Linked DNA regions of Mus musculus: regions 1 and 3 are each linked to region 2. A link is a contact called in public HiChIP or PLAC-seq data. All regions are on one chromosome and are shown on one strand. Each heading gives the region's core, a stretch centred on a gene start, on an enhancer-like site or on the middle of the called end of the contact. The rest is flanking DNA. Distances are from core to core; before and after follow the strand shown.

Region 1 (2,706 bases), core at 44-2,543, 270 kb after region 2:
ATGCTTAATTGAAGAAAACTGATGTTCCCCTTGGCCAGCCAGCAGGTCTCAATCGCAAATTGCTTCTTGGTTGGGGTGGGACACCGTGTTCACTTCCCCTTCTCAGTGCCTGGCCCCTGAATATTTTCAAGCATAAGCGCTCTTATGGTTTTTACCAGAGCCTCTGTGGACTTATACATGCACCAGTTCTGTTGTGTCTGGAAGACACTGTTTTCTTGAAGTCATTTTATTGCCATATTCCTTTAACATAAGAGTAATAGTAGGTTTTCCTCTAGGCCTATAACATATCTAGTATCAGGTTCTTGGCCATTTCAGAAGTGCCAGGACTGGGTTCTATCTCATGGAATGTACCTTACTTAATTCCATATTTAAAAAAGAAAGTGGTTGATTATTCTCATAACTTTTGTGTCACTGTCGTACCATTTTGCAGGTAGGTCACTGCTGCAAGGGTTTTTATGTTGATGATTAAGTTTCTTCTCCAGTGGAATGAAGAGTATCTTCCAGAACCATGAACATGTGTTGTATTCAGCAATAGAGATTTACCATTGAGTTGTGGAGGGCAGCCAATCGCCTTGACAATATAGTATGTGATGTTTGGGGAGTCCATAGTTACCCATGGATAAACAAGATGTAACTTGAAGTCTTAGCAGTAACACAAACACATTTTTGACTTCATGCCTTTATTGATAATGTGCTTCTTAGCTCAAAACATCCTTTTCTTTGGTAAATTATATGCACCATTCTAGGAACCTAAACTTCTGTCCTTAATATTTCCTCAGATTCAATTGGCTTATATTACCTTCTACATTCACTTACTATGGCTCTCATCTTACTATATTAGAAAGATGAGATTAGGCATCTCTGCACTGGCACAGAACTACCTTTGTGAAGAAGAAACACATCGTATACAGTACCATGTGAAGTGCCTCAGCTGCCATTTGCACAGAACCGGTGCTGGATACCCTTGCTGACTGATGTTGTATCAGTCCTGCCTGGGGTTATGAGAAATGTGGGTCCTTCCCACACATAGACTTTTGAGACGTTTCCAACTAGCGATAAGCCACCATTAATGATCTGTTCAGCCAAGTTGATAGTGTGTAGAAAAATAAAATGACTGTGTGACTGAACTGTTATTGACCGTTGAAAGTTTGTGATGGGTGGCCCCAGCTTCACCTTGGCTCTCCCTCAATCTCAAGTCTTCTCAAACATTCTTCTGTTTGCTCATGTGTGTTGGATCTGCTCTGAGGCAGACATGTTGCTATGGCCACCACAGCCAGCATTGACACATTCTCTCTCATGCTGGCCACAGTCCCCTGGTAACTATCAGCTTTTCAGATATAAGTGACAAGAATGGAAAGCAAAAAGCTGTGGGAAAATATGAAATTAGAGTTAGATCCAGCTTTGGATCTAATTGTTCTCTCATCATGTAAAGATGACCTCATGTTTTCTGACTGTCATGTGGTGTCTCTCGAATGACCCTGAGACAGAAAGGACTTAACCAGGACAGATCTGACTCTTCTGACAGACCCATGAGTCTGGCTAATGGTGCCTCTGGCCAACTTAAGATCAACTAAGAATCCAATTCACAGTACACATGAAGGCTACAGAGAAGGGTCAATCATTGCAACAACTGTGATGTAATTGAAGCCACTTCATTTGCAGAAATTTGTAGAAAATAGATTATCCCAGATCCATGTTCTGAAGCTAAGAGCAAAACAACTTCAATAACAGAAAATGTCAGCCCCTCATCTCTGCCTTGTGATTTAAGACTTTTCAGGTTTTGTGTTGAAATAACAACTAACTCCAACCCCCATCTTCTCTACCCTCCCCTCTGACAGGTCGCCCTTCTGATTTTTTTTTTTTGTCCTAATTTGAAACATTTCAAGTGCATATCCTTGCTTCCATGGATAGTTGTTTGTTTACATGGGATTACTGTGTTTGCTGTCAAATATTTGATCTCTTCTTCCTAAATTCCTCTAGGATTTCCAGCCAGCTAATGTGGCTTTCATGCTTCCAACAGAAATAACAAACAAAAACAAGAGAAAAATGCAAGCATCTTGCTGAAATGTAGAACATCTGGGGTTATCACCAAAAGAGGCCTGAGTCATGGCTCCAGAGCAAGGAGATCCTGAGGAACTGTCTAAGGAAACAAATCCCATTAAATGTGTTTATTTGGTTTTCTGAAATGTCCCTTTCTCTGGCTTTATTTACATTTCATTAATATGAAGTTCTTCAACCTGAGACACGTTTGGTTCTACTGATTTCACTTTCACAAGCAGCCAGAGAGTGAGCCTAATCCTAAACAAACTCTTGGGTGATAGGAAACCTCTGTAGTTACAGAAGCAAGAGGATGCTAAGTAGTCCAGAGTCCACTTCCTCTACAGAAGTGGTGTTTTGACATTCCCTTAGGAAATGGATCGTCTTTGTTTTCCAGAAAGCTGAGATGATGTAGGACTACCCTCAGGGTCAAGGGTTAATGGACAAGTTGTCAATTCTTCAACTAGGTCTTGGTCACTTTCGGTTTGAGTGAACTAAGATCTAATTGAGCACGGTTTGTTTTAATGAAGTCAGAGACCAGGTTCTGCCTTGTCTACCTGGACTTGCCGTATTGCAGACTTCATACTTAATTAAGGTAAAGAATTCCTCTTGGCTCCTACAGCCAGAATTTTCCATTTATTCTGCTTGGAGTGCCAGTTGGCTTGCAGA
Region 2 (2,700 bases), core at 109-2,608:
GAGCTTGTCTGAACAAATGTCCAAATGACTTAGGAGATTTCGTTAACTAATTTTGCTAATTAACTTCTTTCAACTAACTAACTAAATAAATAAATTTCCTGGTCATTTGGTCAGTTCCAGGACCAGTGGAAGAAAACTTGGCATAGTGCTTATGGTGGAGTGAATTGGGTGCAGGGGTATTCGCTGGGATCCCCAGGGGAATACTATCCCCTGTGATGAGAGCTCCAGTATCAGGGCTCTGAGAGCCATGAGACAGGCACCCGGATGTAAGTAGCCTGGGATGGGGAAGCTGGGCACGCAGAATGAGTAGCAGTTGTTCAGGTAAACTTGACGCTGCTAGAAGACAAAGGGGATATTGAGAGGGTGTCCATCACAAAGTGAACAGCAGACTCAGGGTAACTTCTTGCAGGCAGGAGGAAGTCTGCTGGATCCCAATACAGGAAGAGGTTGGATAAGCCTCGCACACTGAATGTGAGGGAGCAGGCGTGGAGATTGATGTATAAAAGAGACTGAGGCAGGGTGCATTTGAGAACCTGGGAGACGATTTCAGGATTAAGTGATTGGATTTGCATGTGAAAACCTGTTCCTTTTGGCTTCAGGATGAAGACTGGGTTGGATGAGCATGGAAAGGGAGGTTGGTAGACTGGATAGCAGTGACTTGTAGCAATGCAGCTAGAGAACAAGGTGAGAGGAGGTAGGCTGTGAGCACTGGCCCATGACACTTATCCTGACTCTGTCCTGTGTATGTTCAGGTGGCCTCCTAGGTGTTCCGATGCCAGACCATTGCTCACCCTGTCAGAGCTCTGGTCAAATGGTCTCTGATCACCTTATAGGCCCACACATGACTGAGATCTTAAAACAGGGGTGGAGAAGAGAGAAAGGAAGACATAGTGGCCAAGAGAAGCAGACCTGTTGTCTCAAAGGCTGCTTTCTTCTTCTGTTCTCTGGAGGCTGCTAGAAGTTGGCAGATATATTATGGGTCAAGACCTACTGAGGCTGTTCCCCTTTTGTTTTTAATTTCTAGAATGTCTTAATACATGTCATTTTATCTCAGGAAATGTGTCTGCAATTTTGCAGATACACCATGCCCAGGGTGGCTCTGGCTATGTGAGAGGCTACCCGCTCACCCTGAAGTCCGGGTCACTGCCGGATCCCCTGCTAAACCCAGGCACTCCCTTGCTATGGCACAGTGACTAAGTCATGGAACTTGGTGGTGTTTTATCCAGCAGACCTGTTTTCTTGATCTGGACTCTGAAAGAGGAAGCCTTGTTGCTTCTCCTGGATACAAACCTACAGCTTCCTCCTCTGTGTGTCTGACTTCAGATAGGCTGCCTGCCACCCCACCCTGACATCTGGCTGAGCAGTAGGAATGGTGTGTGTTGGACAGAGCAATTCAGAGCTGAAAGGCCTTGGCAGAGAGGTGGGAGGCAGCTTTTCTGGCCCGAATTCCACCTACCGGCTTTGAGCCAACATTTCTTTTCCTTCCTTTTGCAAACAGCCTGTTCCCCCACAAGACCTGGACAGGGGAGAACTAATTTACATAATGGAGACTCAGGTAACAGAGATGGGACATGAGCCTTGGGCCACAAACGATGTGTTGAGTTCAGGAGCCCCACTACTTTGTGTGAGGTTTTGATAGGAGACTCGGCAGCATCTTCATCGGCTCCTGACCGTGAGCAGCCAACTCGGGAACTTCAACAATAAGCATTACTCCTGCCAAGAAAAGCTGGCTGACATCCTGGAAGGCAACACCCAGCTGCTCCCATCTTTGGCAAGAGACACAGGGCAGGCAGGAGCTCTGAAACACACAAAGACCCAACAGGCTGATGAGTACCCAGGGTTCATTAAATTTCTAGGCAGAGTTAACTTATCCTGTGTTCACATCTTGCAGGTTGAATTAAGTAGGGAGATATAGTCTCTGTGATATAGGCCTGAACAATGTACACTGGAAGAAGGCCGAGAAAGGGAACATTAATGACATAGGCTTGAATGCTACAGGTCGCATAGAGTCATTGAGTTTGTGCATGGGAAAAAAAATGAAGTCTATAGCAAAACAGAACCAGGTTGCTTCTTTTGAGTAAATGGTTAGTAGGTTCCAGTGCCAATATTCACATCTTGTTTACTATCTGACCACTTGGTCAAGGAGTAGACATGTATAGGGTACTGCTTCGTGTCCTGTTAAGGACAGATGTTGGTGATCTCCCCTTTAGGAGATCACTTATGGATAGCTTACAAACTTACTTATGGATGCTTACAATGCTTTGCTTCTGTGCACAGCCCCCACGTGACTAATCTTGAGAGCGAGGCTAACCTTACTACATTGTTGAGTTAGCCCATGCACAAGAAACAAGGGCTTTTGTATAAACTAAATTACACCATTGGGCTTTTAAAAATATATCATAAATCAACAGAAAGATTCTTCTGAAACATTTTCTGTAGGCAGCTGAGGAAGCGAGCCACAGTTCACTTGTCGCTCTCTCTACCACCATGTTCCCTGACACAGAATATCTAGGTTTGAGGTCTGGCTCATCTTGCTTCCAGTTCTGGGATGTTATTCCCGTTGCATGCCTTGACTTCACTAATGGTACAAGGGCATAAGAATGACACAACCTCAAAAGCGTAAAAATTAAGTTGGATACAATAAAGGTAAAGTATCAAGTATCTAATGACATTGTATCACACTAACACTAAGGTACCATC
Region 3 (2,727 bases), core at 170-2,669, 430 kb after region 2:
GGTCTCTGTAAGGCCAGTCCCAGGGTTTGAAGACCTTTGTTGCTGTCATAAGACAAGTGACTTGAACACTCAGCTCACATGGGTCAACCTATTCTCTTTAGCCAAGGCTTCTAATTTGTCCAGTCAGTCCCAGTGCAAATGAAATGGGTGTCTACAGTTGGTATGCCCACGTGAATATCCCAGGAAGATCTTATAAACACAATTCTTAGAAACCCATGTCCAGGTGGTTAATAAAGAGCTTTGGTATTGTAGATTTATTTTTTTTTAACAAAGATGGGGAAATTGTTAAAGTCATACACTTCAAAGATAAGTGTGCTTGCGCCTGGAGATAGGGCTCAGCAGTTAAGATCATTGTATGGGCTTCCAGAGGTCCTGAGTTCAATTCCCAGCAACCACACAGGGGCTCACAGCTATCTATAATATGATCTGATGCTCTCTTCTGGTATGCAGGTGTACATACAGATAGAAAAATATATTTTTTCTTTTTTTAAAAGGTAAATGTCCGGATCTGAATTCTGCTTCAGCATAGCATGCGCTCATCAAATTTCTCATCGTTGTGACAAAACACCATAAAGAAACATCTTAAGGGAGAAAAAACATGTTGAACTCCAGTTGCCAGAGGTGTTGGTTCTCCGTGGCACAGCGAAGGCGTGGTAAAAGCTGAGTAGACACACCTTGGCAGTCCAGGAAAGCCAGCAGTAGCTTGGCTTGCTATTTCTTTCCTCTTCTTATTCCATCTGGGCCTTCAGACCGTGGGACAATGTCACCCACACTCAGGTTCATCATTCCCTCTCCACTAAGCCATCCTGAAAATGTCCTTACAGATACATTAAGACGTGTGCCTCGGTCTCCCCGGTGACTCTCAATCTAAACACATCAACAACAGCGATTAACCATCTCAATACTTGTACCATGTTAACAAGTTAACCTCTCCAAGACTCAGTTTCCTTATTTAGAAAGGAGGCTGTCTAAAATAGATATCTCTATAAGGTTATCAATTTTTAATTATAGGATGCTTCAAGAATACACTCATTAGGCAAAAGCGAATGTCTTTCCCCTCTCCTTGTGCGTGTGTGCGTGTGTGCGTGTGTGAGTGTGTGTGTGTGTGTGTGTGTGTGTGTGTGTGTATGATGCATGTGTACACATTCCTAGAGAGCCTTGCAGGCTGTGCTGACTGACTGTATTTCTCTCAGTAGCAGGTCAGCACCACATAGGCTGCTGGGTTGGATACAATCAGCAACACATAGAAAAGAAAAATAGCCAAGCCCTCGGGCACTCGGGGTTGTGACCCTTGGGAGAGACTTCAAATTTTATATTTGAACTCTATTGACTTACTAACAATGCATTCTCCCACAGCCCTTCAAAGATGATCCTGAAAATAAATGGATAAAGAGCTGCAAGAAGAAACATGAGGCAAAGTCGACACCTACTGGCAGCCTGAGGTTCATGCAGAAAGCAGTCATCCCGGAGTTCAGTTGCCCTAAACCCAGATGAACCCTGAATGCGAATTGTCACCCTTTTATGTGTGAAGTCTACTGTCAAGGAAACAGAGATCTGGACAAAGGTTTATATGCAAAACTTCATCAGGTATTGTTTATTTATGAAAGTAAAATATTAGAAATACTGAGGGAGATTAAAATAAATACACTCTGATTTATTCCTGCAATGGACTACCATGGAGCCATTAAAAACTGTTTTCAAATCATTTATTAACATACAATGTTCTTTAAAATAATTCAAGAAAGGATATTATATGTGCAAAGTATGGATAGGATAATGATTGACAGTAAAATTTATATGAATAGGAAAAGATTATATATATATTCTATGTATACACACATATACACATATATATACATATACATATGTATATATTCATATATATTCATTCATAGGAAGAAATCTAAGAAGGCCAAGAGCTCAGAGTCCGAGTGCTTGTCTGGCATGTACAAGGCCTGAGTCCAATGCATATCTCTGCAAAAGGAAAAGAAAAGAGGGAATGGAGGGAGAGAAATATTACTGTTTTCTTATTTCTATACCTCTATACTTTTCAAACTTACTGTAATAACTGCATTGCTTTAGAAAATATTAAAGAGCAATAAATAAGAACTTTTCAGCCGGGCGTGGTGGCGCATGCCTTTAATCCCAGCACTCGGGAGGCAGAGGCAGGCAGATTTCTGAGTTCGAGGCCAGCCTGGTCTACAAAGTGAGTTCCAGGACAGCCAGGGGTATACAGAGAAACCCTGTCTCGAAAAACCAAAAAAACAAAAAAACAAAAACAAAAAAACAAAAAAACAAAAAAAAACCAACAAAACAAAACTTTGTGAAGCAATCATTTCAATGACTTTAAAAAAAAAAAAGAATAGTAGCTATAAAAAACGAAGGAGCGGTGGTGTTAAAGATCCGAGGTGGACTACTGGAGCTCCGCCTCGGGAGCTGCCTCAGAGGGGCCAAACAAAAGCGGAGTCTGGTCCTCATGGCCGTGCTAACTGCATCTTGACTTCCTAATTTAGCAGACAAAGTTAGAAAGTAAGGGCAGCAGGAGCAGACACGCAAGGCAGCATCAGTATTGCTCCTAGGAAGCCCGCCCAGAGGATGTTCTCAGATGCTAGTGGCAGCCTATTGGTATCACCTGTGTGGAGGGTTTTCTTCTGTCCTTGGCTGTGCGTAAAAAGTCTGCTCACCAGAGTAGATTAATCCAACTCTGTCTCTTCGGTGAATGTCTGA

What was found. HiChIP or PLAC-seq counts read pairs in DNA pulled down with a chosen protein or histone mark.
Region 1: an H3K27ac HiChIP or PLAC-seq map of heart atrium shows a contact between it and region 2, with 5 times the contacts expected there. The contact joins two enhancer-like sites. A contact is called at or near these places in 2 of 484 Hi-C or Micro-C datasets (bone marrow-derived macrophages and nephron progenitors) and 2 of 115 datasets of contacts at active chromatin or transcription factors (heart atrium and stem cell-derived neural progenitor cells).
Region 3: an H3K27ac HiChIP or PLAC-seq map of heart atrium shows a contact between it and region 2, with 13 times the contacts expected there. The contact joins two enhancer-like sites. A contact is called at or near these places in 1 of 15 datasets of contacts at CTCF or cohesin (the NIH/3T3 cell line), 2 of 484 Hi-C or Micro-C datasets (bone marrow-derived macrophages and embryonic fibroblasts) and 6 of 115 datasets of contacts at active chromatin or transcription factors (the NIH/3T3 cell line, VIP interneurons, embryonic fibroblasts and 3 more).

The regions. Positions count from the first base shown.
Region 1 is chr17:79,268,773-79,271,478 of GRCm38.p6, reverse strand. No RefSeq gene overlaps it. Among named protein-coding and RNA genes, the nearest start is that of Gm17315, 85 kb to the left of the region's middle. Within about 2 kb of position 1,293, at least 4 of the 459 cell types and tissues checked have an H3K27ac peak or open chromatin away from gene starts, as enhancers often do. A contact at or near this core is called in heart atrium, where this site is marked.
Region 2 is chr17:79,543,064-79,545,763 of GRCm38.p6, reverse strand. No RefSeq gene overlaps it. Among named protein-coding and RNA genes, the nearest start is that of Gm10494, 34 kb to the right of the region's middle. Within about 2 kb of position 1,358, at least 74 of the 459 cell types and tissues checked have an H3K27ac peak or open chromatin away from gene starts, as enhancers often do. A contact at or near this core is called in heart atrium, where this site is marked.
Region 3 is chr17:79,109,728-79,112,454 of GRCm38.p6, reverse strand. No RefSeq gene overlaps it. Among named protein-coding and RNA genes, the nearest start is that of Qpct, 59 kb to the right of the region's middle. Within about 2 kb of position 1,419, at least 5 of the 459 cell types and tissues checked have an H3K27ac peak or open chromatin away from gene starts, as enhancers often do. A contact at or near this core is called in heart atrium, where this site is marked.